Linked DNA regions of Mus musculus: all the other regions are linked to region 2. The links are chromatin contacts, called in public Hi-C and promoter capture Hi-C maps. All regions are on one chromosome and are shown on one strand. The core of a region is the stretch at or near the end of the contact, and the rest is flanking DNA. Distances in the headings are between cores, read along the strand shown. Region 1 holds the start of Spns3 (spinster homolog 3). Region 2 holds the start of Cluh (clustered mitochondria (cluA/CLU1) homolog). Region 3 holds the start of Txndc17 (thioredoxin domain containing 17).

The links. Promoter capture Hi-C pulls out the DNA fragments that hold promoters and counts their contacts. A called contact is a pair of places that touch in the nucleus more often than the background predicts.
Region 1: a contact with region 2 is called in a promoter capture Hi-C map of liver, with 6 times the contacts expected there. The contact joins the promoter of Spns3 here to the promoter of Cluh in region 2. A contact is called at or near these places in 2 of 39 promoter capture datasets (both in liver).
Region 3: a Hi-C map of B cells shows a contact between it and region 2, with 6 read pairs. The contact joins the promoter of Txndc17 here to the promoter of Cluh in region 2. A contact is called at or near these places in 1 of 39 promoter capture datasets (hippocampal neurons), 1 of 484 Hi-C or Micro-C datasets (B cells), 2 of 115 datasets of contacts at active chromatin or transcription factors (large pre-B cells and stem cell-derived neural progenitor cells) and 2 of 9 other capture datasets (adipose tissue and liver).

Annotation. Positions count from the first base shown.
Region 1 is chr11:72,548,967-72,552,343 of GRCm38.p6, forward strand. Spns3 (spinster homolog 3) reads right to left here and starts at 1,280. Exons shown (of 12, transcript NM_029932.3): 1 at 1,032-1,280. The coding sequence starts at 1,242.
Region 2 is chr11:74,647,800-74,651,040 of GRCm38.p6, forward strand. Cluh (clustered mitochondria (cluA/CLU1) homolog) reads left to right here and starts at 1,705. Exons shown (of 26, transcript NM_001081158.3): 1 at 1,705-1,895. The coding sequence starts at 1,796.
Region 3 is chr11:72,205,938-72,209,589 of GRCm38.p6, forward strand. Txndc17 (thioredoxin domain containing 17) reads left to right here and starts at 1,617. Exons shown (of 4, transcript NM_026559.3): 1 at 1,617-1,831; 2 at 2,316-2,397; 3 at 2,793-2,868; 4 at 3,478-3,652. The coding sequence starts at 1,687. The coding sequence ends at 3,546. 4933427D14Rik (RIKEN cDNA 4933427D14 gene) reads right to left here and starts at 1,545. Exons shown (of 19, transcript NM_001361564.1): 1 at 1,259-1,545.

The DNA.
Region 1 (3,377 bases), core at 30-2,529, 2.1 Mb before region 2:
CCCAAGCCAGAACAGGGCACAATGTGTGTGGGGGCAGCGGTGTGAGTGGGTGGATGGGACTGTGCTCTGCAGCAAAGGCGTTGGGTTCAGGATGGAGCTGCAGGCAAGGTTACGGAGGGCAGAGCAGCCCTCTACATCAGTTATTAGAGTGCTTATCCAGCATGCACAAAGACCCTGGGTTCAATCCCTAGAACTTCATAAAGCATTGTGGTGGCAAGCCTGTAATCCCGGCCCTAAGAAGGTGAAGGCAAGCATATCAGCAGTTCATGATTATTCTCAGTTACATAGCGAGTTTGAATCTAGCCTGAGCTCCATGAGGCCCTGCCTCAAAAAAGAAATGAAGGCTGACAAGATGGCTTAGCCTGTGAAGGCGCTTGCTGAACAAGCTTGGAAACCTTAGTTCAATATCTGAAGCTCAAATAAAAGTGAAGGAGCATGCACACACAGGCACACACACATACACACACATGTGTGCACGCACATGCATACACACTCTGTCTTTTTAAAGAAAGGGCTGAATATAAACTGATGAAGGAATGAATGGGTGACTAGATGAGAAAAGACAAGTGGAGCCCAGACACAAAGGAGTGCGTAAGTGAGAGACAGAACACAGAAGCAGGTTGTACCCTGTTTCCAATAAGAAGAAAGGCAAACTGTGCAAGGTAGGCCAGCAGCCGGCTGCCCCAGAAACAGTGCAGGCAGAGCCATTCTCACTTGGGAGCTTGGCCAAGCTGCTCTGCCCTCCGTAACCTTGCCTGCAGCTCCATCCTGAACGCAAGCAACGCCTTTGCTGCAGAGCACAGTCCCATCTACCCACTAACACCCCTGTCCCCACACACATTGTGCCCTGTTCTGGCTTGGAACCATTCAGGAGAGGCTGCAGACCACTTGCTGGGGTGAAACCACCAGAGCTGTGCTCCTAGAGAGGTACGAGGGCTTGGAAGAAGAAGGCCACCAAGGATACACAGTTGTGGGCTTTTAGAAGGGGGGTATCTGAAGATACTGCCCCACGCTACCCCTCCCATGCTCACCTGGGATGATGAACCAGTTCATGTAATTCAGAAGGTTGATGTAACAGAGAACAGCTGCAGCCAAGTAAGCTCTCCAGCGGGGCAGGCTCCAGGGGACGGGTGTGGAGGGAGGCAGACACGTACCTGAAGCCAAGGCCCCATACTGCCCACCTTGGCTCAGGCTCTGGCTCTGTGGCCCTCCTGTCTGAGGTTTGAGACACTCTGTGGACATCCCCTCAGCAGTGCTAACTGCAACTTCTCTGTCAGAACGGGTGCCGAACAAAGCTACATCAGCTTGCCACCAAGTCACTTCCTGTGGGCTCCCAGCCTCTCAACCTCAACAGGCTGCCCCTTTAACTGCCAGACACCTTATCATCGCAGGTTCCTGCTGAGCACAGCGCAGCCACACTGGTGGGATTTCATCACTCTAGGCCTCTTAGCCCTGCTGGGGTAAGACGCCATGCACTGGTGATTGGATAACTCTGTGGTCCCTCAATCTAGCCTATGGCTGCAGCAGGGGCAGTGAGGAAGAGACGCTCCTAGGACAGGAAATGAGAGGAGTGTCCCCAAGCCTTGCTCACTGCAAACTGCCCTGCCTGTGCAGAAGATGGGCCGTTAGCACAGCCATGAACCAGGTTAGATACAGGAGGGTAGGTGTTGACCAGGATGGTAAGGAAATTGCACAGAGGAACAAGATAACAGAGATATCTGAAGACATAGAGACAAGCTTATGTAAAACTAACCCATGGGGGCTGGCAAGATGGCTCAGCCTGTGAAAGTACCTGCCACCAGGCCTGCTTGACATATGTTTGATCCCCAGAGCCCATATGGTGGAAGGGGAGAACTGCACAAAGTTGTCTTCTGACCTCCAAACATAACATACACCAAGGCACACAAGTGCACGTGCAGGTACAGGAGTACTCTCTGCTCTGTCTCTGTCTGTCTGTCTGTCTGTCTGTCTGTCTGTCTCTGTCTCTCTCTCTCTCTCACACACACACACACACTTTCACTCACATCCATACAGACACAGAATAAATAAATTTTATCAACAAGGAATAAGTCTAGGGAGATGTTCTCAGGGGAGCTGTAGAAATTGATTGCCAGTTGCAAGGGTAGAAAAAGTACAAATACACAAAGCCATCAGTGATGGCCCACACCTGTAATTCCAGCACTTGGGAGGTGGAGCTAAGACTATCAGGAGTTCAAGTTCACCATCCCTAGCTACATGGTGAGTTTAAAGCCAGCCTGGGCTACATGAGACCCTATCTCAAAACAAAACAACATTAAAAAAGAGTAACCATACAGGCCAATGAGATGGCTCAGCAGGTAAAGGCACTTGCTGTGTAAGGCTGACAGCCCAAGTTCAATCCCAATCCCAGGTAAAGATGGAAACTAACTCCACAAAGTTGTCCTCTGATCTCTATACATGTGTCATGGTACATGTGTCTCCACACACATCATGCACACGCACACAATATATTTTAAAAGTATTTAACAGCCAGGCATAATGGTCCATGCCCTTAATTCCATTTAATTCCAGCACTTGGAAACATAGGCAGGCAACTGTCTGTGGCCAGCCTGATCATGATCCACAGACAGAGAGGTCCAAGTCAGTCCAGTCTATGTAGTGAGAAGACACTGTCTCAGAGCCAGGGGTGGGGGCTGGAGGGTGCTGTGGGGTGTTGGGCAGAGATCTGACAGTTATGTGCAACCACCGCCTTTGCCTGGCATCTGTACCGAAGGGGAAATGCACAGTGCCAGATGCCAGATGAATGGATAAAATTAGAGTACAGAAAGTAGATCAGGAAAAAACTTCACAGCTGTCCGATGCGCTCAGGTGCCAAGCATTAGTTATGTAAACAAATGCCCTTGATCTGAAGTGTCTGCGGGCTGCAGTGTCTACGATTTACTCTTTCAAGTGGTGCTGGAAAACATTAATAGATCCTAGAGTTAGTAAGCAAACAGGGGTGAAGGTTGAGGCACAGAAAGATGGCTCAGTGGGGTTAAGGGTGATTGCCACCAAGGCTGACTACCTGAGTTTAATTCCTGGGAACAACAAGATAGAAGCAGAGAACTGACTCCTGAAAGTTGTCTTCTGACCTCCACATGCATACACACGAAAATAATAAAAATAAAATACAAGCATGTAAAAATGTCAAGTAAAGCAAATGAGGCAAAACATTAGCAATAGATGAACCTAAGGCAAAAGTTAGATGGTGTTTCTGGTCTTATACTGTAATCTTTCTGTACGTTAAAATGATTTCTAAGTAAAAGTTAAGTCAGAAAATGACAACCCGGCTTTAAAATGTACAAAGCACTTGAGTAGATGCTTCTCTACAGATACACAAATGACCAACAAGCTTGTGA
Region 2 (3,241 bases), core at 455-2,954:
GAGACAGGTACGGGTTCCTAGGGACTGACTTCCAGTCCACTTCGATGTCAGGTCCACACACACCTTGCTTGCCTGCCTTTTGTTTGTTTGTTTGTTTGTCTGTTTGTTTGTTGTGTGTTTTCTTGAGACTGGGTCTAGCCAGGAAGCCCAGGCTAACCTTAAACCCTTTATATTCTCTCCTTGCCTTCTGAGTGCTGGGATGACGGATGGAAACACTGAGCCAGGTTCCTGCTGCCTGATTTCTATGTGCACCCAGCAATAAGGTCTTGGTCATTCTTCCAACTTCCTTGTGCAATAGCCTGAAATCACTTCTCCTTAGTCCTGCTCAGTTCTCCTTTGCCCTCACATAACAGTCAAGAGGATCTTTCTGACACATACATTTCTCTCCTCCCTCTCCCTTCAATGGAGGGTTCCTTCTTCTTTTGGCTTCAGTTCTCATCATCACATGTGCTCTAGGGGCAAACTGAACTTCCTATGTATTCTATTCTGACAGTGTGTTACTATGTAGCCCAAGCTGGTCTCCAAATTCAGGTCCTCCAGCCTTTACCTATCAAGAACTGGGATTGCAGGCCCTTGTGGTCACACTAGATCTCTAAAAGGAAAGCAGATTTAACTTTCCTTTGCAATGTATACAAGGGTGTATGTAGACCGCTCCCATCTCAGCCTCAGATTGCCAGGGTCCATTAAATCCTAGCAAGTGTAAAGACTGTGTTTAGTGTTTCACAAAGGGCTTTTCCACCTGTGCATGGAAGGCTTACCCTGTCCCCTCTCTGCCTGAACATAACTGTCTGGATAGACCTGGTTTCAATATCACCTGAGACTAGGGTTGTCTCTCAGCAGTAGACACCTTTACCATGCCAGAGGTCCTGAATTTAATACTCAGTAGGGCACACACAAGAAAAGTACCCCCCCTCCCCCAGCAATCATGGACCTCACTCCTTATTCCCCACCCAACCAAAAGAACTGAAAAATAGATAACAACTATAGTAAGGATCTATTTATTGGTCTAAATCTGAACTTGTTCTGTGACTTTGGCCCTCATTGTCCTTCACTGTAAACCAAGATAGTGGCCTGGAAGTGAGTGAGTGTGTGTGTGTTTTACACAGATAGGGGAGGAGCCCATGGTGCTGAGTCCAAGTTTTCATAGTCTGTTTCTGACACTTTATGCATATTTGCAACCTGCACACCTTCCTCAATAATCCACACTTGATCTTAGCCAAAAGGCCTAGAAGCGATCTTCCTCAATAATCCAAATACACTCTAGACCCTTCCCTTCAGTAGGAAAGAGCCCACTCGGTGAGGAGGATACAGAGGGTCGTGATAACAAAGCTGCTTTAGAACGACGCGGTCTTTTGGCAGATGCTCAATAAGAAGCAGAGGGTCATTGGGGGAGGGGGAATAGGGAGCGAAGGCAGTCCTAGACAAGTCTCCACCCAAGGTCACGGCGCCCGCCCAACGGGCGGCGAACCTAGGAAACGTCTCCCGGAAGCCCCGCCTCACCAGGGGGCCGAGGCCTCTCCCCTTTGAGCCCGGACGCGTTGCCTTTAAGGCTTTGAAAGAGTCACTGAATCTGTGAACTGACTACGGAGTGCTCGGTGTTTTGTCCCTCGTCGTCTGCCGTGGGCAGGCCGGGCGCGAGGGCGGGGTAGGGGAGCGGCGGCGGGGTCAAAGGCTAAAGCGCGCACCACGTGGGCCGGTGACTCCGTCCTTCCCGCAGCGGCCGTGGCGCGCAGGGCACTTGGGTTAGTGGCGCGGCGTGCGGCGCGGACAGGCGAGCCGGACGCCTGCTCCCGCCATGGTCATCAAGACGGACGAGTTGCCGGCGGCCGCCCCGGCCGACAGCGCCCGGGAGCACGGCTCGCAGGCCGGCGGCAAGGGGCGGCCGAACGCGGCTGGTGAGTGAGTGGGCCGGGGGCAGGGACAGCTGGGCTAGAGCCCGGGCCGAGTCCGGCCGGAGGGCTCGGGACTCGGTGGGAACAACCGTCTTCCCTCCGCGTCAGTGTGGGCGGTGCACTGGGCCGCCCCCGCCCTGAAGGTCACCTTCAGTGGCACCCCCGGCTACGGCCTGGACTTCGCACGTGGGGACCGTGGAAGGGCATCCACGGCGGACACACTCGCGCAAGATCGCGGGGACACGTGCGCGCACACGCGGTTTGGTTTCAGGGTGCGCCGCCGCCGCAGACCGATGGAATCGGCGGCCCCACCCCCTCCGCGCCCCTGCTTGGGGAGCTCTTGGGGCTGGGGGCAGTGACACTTGCGGCCCTGCCACCTTCTGGTTCTCTTGTCCTAGACGTTCCTGTGCGGCAGAGCTGCAGCACTGTGAGTGAGGCTCAGTTTGGAGCTGCCCAAACTTGGACTATGGGAAGAGCGCAAGTTGGGGTGTGTGTGTGTGTGTGTTATTGGGGTGGGTTGTCTCTGGTACATTCTTAGAGACAAGGGCTTAACCCCAAGTCATCAGGCTGTGGTCTCAATTCTTTTAGTTACTGGCCTCCACTTGATCAGGGGTTTGGGGTCCTGCCTGTGTGTGGGCAAAGCCTAGCTGTTTGTCAGGGGGAGGTGTTTGTGCCTGAACTTGATCATTAACCTGCCTTATTGCGAAAAGTGGGTCAGACTAGAGCTGCTGTTTTTTTAAGGCAAAGGTCATTAGTGTGGAGTGGAGCGCCCAGCTCTCCCCCGTGGGGGCTGTGTGGTGGTGGCTTTGGGAGTGGCAGAGGCTTGTCTAGGGGTGGGGCCTACTTCTCTTGTACTTAGCCTGTGCCCTTTCTGTTAGTTTTTTACCAAGTCTCAGGCTCCAGCCTTGAAACTGGAAACCCCTTCCTAGGGCCTCCTCACTTTTCCTCAGAGCCAGCCTGGTCCTTTCTACCCAGGATGCCAGTGAGTGCAGACCCTCTTTATCTCTCTTTTCCTCAGCTCATCTCCTTATTCTTCCCAGCTCCGGTGAGCAGACTAAGGCTAACACGGGAGTAAGGATGGCCCTAATGGGCCTAGCACTTGCTAGACTGTTATCCATCACAGTGGACTTACCTTGCCCAAGACAAGGCCTGAGTTGTACCCAAGCACAAGAAGTGCTGAAAAATGTCGTGGCTCTGAATCCATGGGCAGGCTGGGTAAGAGAAGGTTAGAGCTGCCTGTTTCCCCTCCATCAAAGAGATCTGAAGAGATATGAAGCAGCTTGTCCAAGGTCATAGTGATTTCATTGTCCAGGGAAGCATTTGGATTTCCAGTTTACGGCTAGCATGCC
Region 3 (3,652 bases), core at 367-2,866, 2.4 Mb before region 2:
TGACTGCCCTCCCCCACAGAGACATGAGGTACCCTCACATTCCCTCACTTCTCCAGCTCTGGGCCTTTTCAAGACCTGAGACCATCCTATGGCCTCAGGCACCACCACAGTTTGTCTTTTTTCCCAAGGTCCAGAGGAAACACAGTCTATCTTCTCTACTACCTCAGGTCCACCCACAGGAGGTGGTGTCTTCCCAGCTTGTCCCTGCCTACAAAGGATAGAGACTCTCTCACAACCGGCCCCTATTCCCCTAGCTGTGGGCAGTCCTGAGGCCTGGGGGAATGTCCTAGTATTGCCTCTCACCCAGGGTCCGGTGACACCACCTCGGCTGGTCTCTACCCAGGAAGCTCGCCCAGGAATACCCTTCTCGATCGGCCCCTCTCCCACGGGAACGGGATGGAGCTCCACTCTGCTTCCTTCCCAGCATCCCGACGCTACCCTCATAGCCTGCACCTTCAACCACAGTTCCAGGATGCTCTCATGGCCAAGTGTTCCTGGACGACCTTTTCTCTCACAGCTTGGAGAGCTCCTATTGTCTAGCTCCTCCTCCCCAGATACAGTCACCCACACAGACCCAGCAGGCCCAACCACCTCGGGCTCGCCCACAGTCCCGTTCACCCACACTGTCCTGGGGTCCATTGCTGCCTCAACCGAGCCTGCAGTCCCAGGTATCCCAAAGGCCCTGTTCACCCTAGCGGGGACTGCGGGCTCCGCAGTCCTCTTCTCTAAAGGCTGCTGACCATTCTGTAGCCACCCTATGTTTGCACAGAGCATCCGCCGCACTGAAGATCTCACCCGGCGCCTTACTCCATAGCCTCGGGATAACCCTGCACCCCACCTCCTCGCCCACAGAGGCCGAACACCCCGACGCAACCTGCGGGCCCTCATGCAATGAGCCGGCATCTTCGCTGCCAGTGTACACCTGCGTAGCCCGGGCAAGGGCCCCCGTGCCGGCGTCGCAGCTCCTGGACAATTCCTTTCCCCAATGCAACCTCAGACACGCTCTCTTTGCATCTGTTCCCCCGCACACGCACTCACAACACTCGGATCCAGTCCTCGCTGCCTTTCTGCCTCCCAGCTCTCTCCAAACCCCCGCCCGATCCCGGACGCCGCCCCCGGCCCCGGCCCCCCTAAAGTCTGACAAATAGAAAGGTAATAGGAGGGGCGGAGCTGCAAGGCAAGCCTGGGGCGAGGTCTCTCACTGTCTCTCTGTCTAATGCAGTTTCCCAGAATTCCCCCAGCTCCGGCCCAAGCCCACCTGGTTTGGGCGCGGCGCGGCCACCAAGAGATCGTAAGGCGACCCCACGCTAGGCCTCGCTTCCGGCCTCTCGCCCAGTCGTCATGGCAACAGGCGCGCGGCTGTTTGGGAGCCGTTGATCTTCCTGAGCCATTTGAGGATCAAGGTGTTGTACCGCGACGGGCTTTGCCGTCACTGTCCATGAAGCCAGGGTGGGGACCAGACCAGGTCAGGCGTCTAGTTGTCTGAGGGAAACTGGCGCCAAAAAGAAACTCCAGCAGACCAAAAGGACGGCCCTAAGGAGTTATGGCTATTCAAGGCTCCCGTAGCACCACTCTGCTGCGGCGGCCCCGCCCACCCGGAACCTTGTCCACGCCTTACTTGGGCCCCGCCTTGGGGGCGCAGGACCCTAGGGCTCCTCCCGTGCTCCTCTCCGCACTGTTGTACCCATGGCCACCTTCGAGGAGGTGAGCGTGCTGGGCTTCGAGGAGTTCGACAAGGCAGTGAAGGAGCATGAGGGCAAGACCATTTTCGCCTACTTCAGCGGTTCTAAGGATACCGAAGGGAAGAGCTGGTGTCCGGACTGCGTGGAAGGTGAGGCTGGGACCAGGACTGGGGGTTGCTGCGCCACAGCAGTGCTAGGAAGAAGGCCCCTGCTGAAGTCAGAAAGTGGGATGAGATGAGGATCTTGGTCCTGCAGACCCGCAGAAGCGCCTGAGCTGTACCCCGTCTCTCGTTAGGCCCTTACTGCCCCACCCAAGGATGACCCTCATTTTTATCATGGATTCGGATCTTGGAACCAGGTTCTTTAAAATTCTCAGTTCCCCAAACGATTAGTGTCTCATAAAAAAAAAAAAGACCAGACTCAGGAGTTGATCTTTCCGTCATCATATATGTATGCTGAGTTTTCTGATTGTGTCTTAAAGACAATCAGGACTAGGACTTAAGTGATTCACGAGTCCAGAGGACACGCGACTTTAACATCCTATCTTACAACCGGTTAAAGTCTAAGACTGGGGACGGGAGGGCGTGGGCTATCGCAGTTGATGTGTAATTACTTTTTAACTCTTTTAAAAAGCTGAGCCAGTCATTCGAGAGGGGCTGAAGCATGTTACCGAAGACTGTGTGTTCATCTACTGCCAAGTAGGAGACAAACCTTAGTAAGTCATGTATACCGTATCTCCAGACATGGACTATATTATTAAAAAGCTGGGTAAAAAGGACCTCAGATAATTGGTCAGGCTCTGTGTTTTAGGTATTGTCTGATAAGCTAAACAATTAGAATTACTGAATTCATATTTACAGTTTATGTTCAACCACATATCATCATTAATGAATTGGGTCTGGAATAAGTTCAGAACTCTATTGACTTTACATTTGTTTTATCTTAGCCACACTTTAAACTTTGCAGAAAGTGACACATAAGTTACAGTTCTCAAAATGTTTAAAGGTTAACAAAAGCAGTGGTTACAAGTATATTATATATAAGTCAACTGTTGAGTAAACTGTAATGAACCAAGTAGTATTTTTCATTATCTGTTTCATTTTGGAACAGCTGGAAAGACCCAAATAATGACTTCAGACAAAAACTGAAAATAACCGCAGTGCCTACACTACTTAAATATGGAACAGTAAGTGTCTACCTTTATGTTTGTAGCTATAATGTAGTTAAAACTCAAGTTGTTTTTTGAGTCAAGTTTGAAAAGATCTTGACCTTTGATTTCCAACATCACATTGTTGTTCAGAGTGCATCAGAAACACACAAGTTGGTGTCCATTCCTCTGCCAATCCTGACAAACTATTAATAATGCAGATATTAGTGTCTGGGGTGTATTTTTAAGCCACTTTTAAGATTCTGTCTTCAGAAGAAAGTTGACTCATTTCTGAAAGCACCTTTGTCAATGTTTTCTAAACCCACTTTTCAGGCTTAAAAGGGCTCTCCCTCTATTTCAGCCCTGCCCCTAGAATCCTAAATTAAAGAGTTGAGGGAAAGAGATGGCACCAGGCATGCTGTCTCTTGTTTTCAGCCTATGGGGCTTCCTAGTGTGGAAATACAAGGCCTCTCAGGCCAAGTGTTTTAATGATTCATCTTGACACAAGCATCCTAACTATTTAATAAAGCTTGTTATAACTAGCTGATGGCATAATTTGTGTTCAAAAACTTGTCATTCAAAGTAGAATTCACTCCACCCCTAGTAATATTCATAGCAACAGTGAAAACTTAACCATTCTTTTTACAGCCTCAAAAACTTGTGGAGTCTGAGTGCTGTCAATCCAGCCTTGTGGAGATGATCTTCTCTGAAGATTAAGATTTGATGACCTTGCCGGACTGTGGTGGCACATGCCTTTAGTCCCAGCACTCGGGAGACAGAGGCAGCTGGATCTCTTTGAGTTTGAGGCTACCTGGTCTACAAG